2 separate regions of the Sus scrofa genome follow, and region 2 is linked to region 1. The links are chromatin contacts, called in public HiChIP or PLAC-seq maps. All regions are on one chromosome and are shown on one strand. The core of a region is the stretch at or near the end of the contact, and the rest is flanking DNA. Distances in the headings are between cores, read along the strand shown.

Region 1 (3,338 bases), core at 525-3,024:
ACTTTGTTTCTTAACGAACTCATGGACCATAGTCCCCATAAGAGACGATTTTATGTTCATTGCTGTATTCCTAGCACTTCAACAGTGCCTAGAACATAGCAGATTATTAATAAATGCTTTGCTTAATAAATTCACTGGGTGATTAAATAGTGAAAACCAAGATTAACATATCAATGGCTAAAAGAATTGACAAGTCAAATCTGCGAAGTTTATTCCAGGCAGGAGATTTTTTCCAATATATTGCTGGGAACTCCATTTCATAATTATAAGACATGAAGCCTTTCACTAAATATACTAAGAAGCTAGTGACCAATAGTTGACACAGGGACTTCATAACAAAAGGGACTATATCTTTTCTCACCATGCCAGTGAAGGCACTCTCTTTAGAAACATTATGAATGCTGCAATGACAGGGAAGTATTCCAAGAGTTGGAGAAAAATCTTTCTTTCCCAGACATCTCAAACTAGAATTCAGAATAATTTCTGTCTTCAGATCTTAGACATTAGTGAGAGTTAAAAAGAAGTTGGTCATCTTTTAATTGTACCTGGTACCAGTCAATGGCTGAAAAGGAAGAGCCTGGGATTGCTTCTGGGGACAGTAGCATGGAACCCAGGTCAGACGTGACCAGACAGCAGGGAGGTTTGAGGAATTCCTCACAGACATGTAGTCTTTGACCAGCCTCAGAAAGAAATTATTTATCAAAATAAAGTTGAGAAGTTCCTGTTGTGGCACAGTGGAAACGAATCCGACTAGGAACCATGAGGTTTCAGGTTCGATTCGTGGCATTGCTCAGTGGTTTAAGGATCTGGCGTTGCCGTGAGCTGTGGTGTAGGTCACAGATGCGGCTCTGATCTGGCATTGCTGTGGCTGTGGTATAGGCCAGCAGCTACAGCTCCAATTCAACCCCTCGTCAGGGAACCTCCATATGCCGTAAGAGATAAAAAGACAAAAAAAAAAAAAAAGTAAAGTTGAGGTTTCCAAGAAATGTGTGCATGTGGTGTGTGTATGTGTGCATGTGAGCTTTTGTGAGTATGTGTGTGTGATCTGTCAAGGACTAAAAAGTGAGCTGAGATTCCCAACATAGACAATCAACTTGTAACTACTCCCATGTCTACACTAGGACCATCTCTTTCTCTCTCTCTCACACACACACATATCACATATAACATATTTATTTACACAAACTTACTGAGTCCATTTATTTGCACTACTCTTAGCTTACATTGTACATAACCCTCACAACAGCCCTGTGAGGTTTGTGTCATTTTCTCCATTTCACGGAAGATTAATCTGAGCTCCTGATGATCTAAGATCCTTCAGCACATTTTTTTTTAAAAAAAAAAAAAAAAGGAAGTCAGTATTTGAACCTTGATCTATCCAATTCCACAGCCAGCCTCCCTTCCACTAATACCTTCCTCCCCCGAAGCCATCACACTACTAGTACTAGTTAGAAGAAATGTTGGTAGGAAGCAGTTCTGCTTTACAATAAACCACCCTAATAAAAATGCTTCACTGACTAATTTTGAGATGTCAGAGCTGAAAATGTACAGATTTCCCAGGACAAACAAACTGCCAAGCTGTGATTGCACAATCAAAGGGGCTACAGGGAACCAAGGAAGCCAAAACTGTGTTGGAGAAACTACAGATGTCATCTGGGAATGCTCAGTGCTTTGAATTTTCAAGCTGAGACAGCCTCACTTCCACCGGAACCACAGCCTTATAAGGCTAACTTGAGGCCGCGACTTCCTCAGCTGAATCAACCTGACACACACTGCTTGTTCCCTTGTCTCATTGGGAAGGGATTCCACTGGCTGAGCGTCAGCCCTGTCATGGAAAGAATACCACCACCAGGAGGACTGAGTTAATCCCCATCCTGAACTGGATCACAAACACCCACCTTGTCATAGAGCCACTATGAGTCTTGTGGGGCAGTGGCGGGGGCGAGGGGGTGAAGACGGGGGAAGAGACACATTGGGGTCAGGAGTGGAGCTATTTAGGCTCCCCAGAGAAATTAGTCACCAGCCTGATCCCTTCATCTCCATTTACAGCCATTTATTTGGAAGCAACAAGTTCTAAGAGGATAAAAAATAAAGACCCTCCCCTCCCCTGCTCCCACCACCCCCAGCGTGAACTCTGTAGTTCACAGGAATGCTGCTTCTTATTCCCTTTGGGATACACGGGGCTGTCTGTGAACAGCTGGGTCTTTCTACAGACAAATTAGACAGTCAATGTTCCAGAGAAGGAGTGGGCTCCAGGGAATTAAATCAGCCACTCATCTGATCCTTTTCATTAGACTTAGTCCCATTATACCCAAACTCTAGGAAAACAAAAAGAACTTAGTGGAAATCAGATTCCCAAATGTGCGCTAAGAAGACCTCCAAGTTCTGAGAAGTCACCCCAACCAGAGGTTGAGAAATCATGAAAAGGTATGAGGCTGCGCAGTTGAACACAGAAGAATGCTTCTGAAAAGGGAATGCTGACGAACTTTGCCAAGTAACTTCCTTTCCACTTATTGATTACTCTCTACAGACTATGGAAAATGTTTGTCTGAGATGTTATTTCCACTGCTCTTATTCTCAGCTAGCAAGTAGAGTAGGGCTCTAGTGAAGCATGTGTTCATCATTTTCCCCCAGAAGTGAACTGTTGCTATAGAAATGTTAGGTGCTGGGGAGAAGATGAGGAAATTTTCAAAGGAAACCCAAATGTCCTTCCAAAGGGAAAAAGACGCAAGTCTGACTTCCTGAGATTGTCCTTAGTGGAAAATCATCAGGGTGGACTTGAGTGACCCTGACCAAGGCCCAGAACAAGAAGGAGCTGCTGACCCCTTTAAGAGAAAACATCACGGAAGAAAGATTAGACCAATAGGTATACACCAAGACTGACTTCTAGGAGCCTTGGTGGTTCTGGCTCTTTGAGGCTGTAAGTATCAGAGCTAGTACTGACCCAGACTTACTGAGCACAAGCTTTTGTCACTGGGAGGACAGGTGTAGGGGAATCTAAGAGGACAGAGTCAAGCATTCTTAGGTCAGGGAATATAGGAGAACTGCTGTGGCAAGAGTAGTGCTGAGAGAATGGGCACTCTCCATTACCATGTCTGTGTTAATCCACTTAACTCACATTTTTCTAAGTGAGAGGCCTGATGCCAGCCCTCCCACTTGGCAGCCTGGTGCTACATTGCAAAGGTACCAACTTAGGGCTGGTTATGACATCATCTAGTTTCATGGAGTATAGTAGCCATGAGAGTGTGCCTCATAGACCACCTGCTACTGGGGTTGGAATCAACCCAGGGCCTCAACTGCTATATTTTTTATTCTTTTTTTTATTAAAGTATAGTTGA
Region 2 (3,338 bases), core at 540-3,039, 330 kb before region 1:
GGTTAGAAAGAACAGTCATGTTGGACAGACTCTCTGGTTCGCACCTATGGTTTCTGGCAAAAAAAAAGAAAAGAAAAAAGTCTGGACTTATTCTCTGAAGGCAGAAGTTGGAACTTGGTTTTTAGTTTCTGGTCAGTTCTGTTGCTACCAAACAAGGACAAACCAAGATTTCCTCCTGTAGATTGCCCTTGGGACGCATCCTTCTGTTTATCCTATTTAGTAAGTCTCCTCTGAGTTTTCAGAGCTTCATGACCTCTGTGAGCTGTTTCTCAAACAAGAACCCCTTCCTAGAGGGCATAAAGCAGAAGCTCTACCCAAGGCACAGCCTTAACACCCACTGCTCAGAGTCCAGCCTTGTCAAGCCTACAATGGTATCCCTCCCAAGTCTCACCTCAAGCCATTACCACTTGCTCATCCTCACTCATCCTCTAGGAGAAAAGTTCCCTCTCTAATTCCCAACCATTCCCTTCTGAACAAAGTCAGCTTCTACCAGCACCACCACCCTCTTCCTTTCCCAATCCAAGTCACTCTTCCTTCACTATTTTTTTCTGCTTCTTTCTTGAGATGCTTTTATTCTACATTCATATTTATTTACCCCATTCTATCACTTGCCCTTTGGGTCACACACCGAGTAAATGTCTGCATGAACTAAGCAGCTGCATTTCTATAAGTAACTCCAACCAAAAAGTTCTACCTAGAATGGGTAAGATTAGGAAAAACATTATGCAGATATACCACACCCTTTCTCTGAGATGGACTAATGATTCTAAGGAATATCTGACTGACTTATACCCTCCTTCCTTCCTAAAAGGATGCAGGGCAGCATCTTTGGAAGTAAAACTCATCCCTTCCTTGATATCTAGGGTAGCACATGTTGCTGATGAAGTAGTAGTTTCTTTATTAGTGAGGCATCCTTCCATTCTTATATTGAGACATAGCAAAGAATTAGTATTTAACTTCAAAATGCTCCTGAAACCTTGTGTAAGTAAACATGTCCTAAAAAAAATGATCTGTATCTCAATATATATCCAATTTTGAGAATCATCACATGTAAACTCTAAGCGAAACAAGAAAAGGACGATTCTGGAGAGACTCGGATGGGAGAGAAAGACAGGGTAACCTCTGCAGAAAGTGCATCTTATCCAGGGTTGTCTGTGGTCCTGGGTTATCACAATTGTCCGACTTCTGGGTGTTTACCTGCCATGGTAGCTTGGGAAAGCTTGTTGAGATGTCCACTCTTCCATATTGGATAAAATAATGGCCCTTGACTGGACTATTCGAGTTCAGTGAAGCCAGCAACTCAGCTGTGTGGCCTTCAGCTGTTGAATACGTAGAAAGCAATAAACGTGCTTGAGGGTAAAGATCGCTGGGATGGGTTTTCCTTGCTCCTTTGGGAGAAATAAATCAGTATGTTCAACAAAACCGCAACTGACTTTCTCTCAGGTTTAGAACCTCATTTCCAGAGCTCACTCAATCATCCCTTAGGTTGTTCAAGGTCATTTTGCCACCATGAATTTCTCCTAAACTCTTCGGTAGATACAATAGCCTCAGGAAAAGCATTGTAAGACCCTTGCAGCCGTAGGAGGAATTTGGGAGTTTTTACTGTTGCCTCTTTTTTTTTTTTCTCACATGTGATCACTGACTAGAGGTGAAGTAAGTCCTTCTCAGGGTGAGGCAAGAGGCATGCCTAAGGACATGTTTCCCTTCAATTCTGTCTTTCATTTACTTTGTATAGTCCTGCAGCCAACGCAGAGGAGTCTGGGGACCTTGAGACTGAAGCACAAGATCTTGACATGCTACAAATAAAGGCGCATGCAGTGACTAATCTCAGCTCAGCACAGCTGAGGAGGCAGGGGTCAGGCCTGGAAGTCATTAAATGAAAAACTCGAACCAAAAACTAAGACAAAAATATTGGCAGCTGGTAGAACCCCCAAACCTCAGCAATTCATTCCTTCGGTCCTCCCTGCCTTTCCAGATCTTTAGCTCTCTGCATTCAAAATTTTAAAAGGCAATAGTCTGCATCTATTAACCCCAAGCTCCCTGAGATCATGTGGGATCCTGGTGCTTGCAAAGTGTTAATTCACCTTGATTCACCTTTTCTTTTTAGTACCAGCTGATTCCTCATAAGTCCTAGTGATGCATCAGTCTAGCCCACGTGGGTCACCGTGCAAGTAATGAGACCCACTGATGTCCCTCAAAAATCTCACTAAAGGGCTGCTGGTTACAACATAGAAACATCAAAGAGCCATTTATCAGCTCTCTGTGCAAATAAGTCACCATCCAGAGAGAGGCTATTTTAATAAGAACCAATAAGGGAGGTTGGTTAAGCTGTCTCCAAAAAGTCAGCGAAAGTTGACCAAGGATAAAGGGAGGTTTCCATATGAGGGCAGGGAGGCAAAAAGGGAAATTCCCTAAACAAGAAAAAAAATTGGGACAAGGCTGCTCAAGTTGAGAGACAGTCCTAAAAAGACTGGCCAGCATGAGCTGACACTGGAGCAGAGATTTAAAAAAAAAAAAAAAAAAAAAAAAAAAAGGCAACTCTCTTTCCCAGAGGTCAGCTAGTGGCTGTGGCCCAGTATTGGGGTTATTAGGCCATAGCTGCAGCCTCTCTTGCTACCCGATAGGCCAACAGCTGCTAAGTCCAACTGAAGAAGATAAATTATGTGATCGGTCTCTCCGGGGATTTCATGACCAGGAGAGATTTGTATAGAGATCTCAGAGAAGGGCCACTCTCAAATTAGACAGTGGAGTAATATTCACTCTCTCATAATTTTATGCATGCTCTCCTAGGTAGAATTCACCTGATTTTCAGCAAAGAAAGGAGAGAGGTGACCTTGAAAGTACTCAAAGACATGCTGTAGTTAAATAAGAGCTAAAGGTTTTGACCTAAACACTAGGATAATCCCATTCTGACACATCTAATGATATCTATCATAGTTGGCAGAATATAATTGTTTCTTCTCAGTGAAATCATTTTGTTCTTCTCCCAATGTATAGAAAAGTAGGATGTTTAACAGGCTGAACTATAAAATATAGTCCCGCAGCTATGCACCAAAAATAAGTCATCAAAATTCAAATGGAAACATACTTCCCGCGGTTGTTGATTATAGTGAATAAAGATGTAATGAGGAGTTCCCTTGTAGCACATCAGGTTAAGAATCCAACATTGTTGTTATAGTGGCTTGGGTGGCTGCTGTGGCACAGGTTTGACACCTGGCTCATGAAATTCCACATGCTTGAGCATGACCAAAACAAACAAACAAACAAACAAAACAAAACAAACAAAAATATATAGAGAGAGATGTAATGACCTGTGGCTGATAATATCTGACACTGAA

What was found. HiChIP or PLAC-seq counts read pairs in DNA pulled down with a chosen protein or histone mark.
Region 2: a contact with region 1 is called in an H3K27ac HiChIP or PLAC-seq map of skeletal muscle, with 6 times the contacts expected there. The contact joins two enhancer-like sites. A contact is called at or near these places in 1 of 47 Hi-C or Micro-C datasets (skeletal muscle) and 1 of 2 datasets of contacts at active chromatin or transcription factors (skeletal muscle).

Annotation. Positions count from the first base shown.
Region 1 is chr1:131,851,642-131,854,979 of Sscrofa11.1, reverse strand. No RefSeq gene overlaps it. Among named protein-coding and RNA genes, the nearest start is that of THBS1, 110 kb to the right of the region's middle. Within about 2 kb of position 1,774, at least 17 of the 83 cell types and tissues checked have an H3K27ac peak or open chromatin away from gene starts, as enhancers often do. A contact at or near this core is called in skeletal muscle, where this site is marked.
Region 2 is chr1:132,180,277-132,183,614 of Sscrofa11.1, reverse strand. No RefSeq gene overlaps it. Among named protein-coding and RNA genes, the nearest start is that of THBS1, 440 kb to the right of the region's middle. Within about 2 kb of position 1,789, at least 7 of the 83 cell types and tissues checked have an H3K27ac peak or open chromatin away from gene starts, as enhancers often do. A contact at or near this core is called in skeletal muscle, where this site is marked.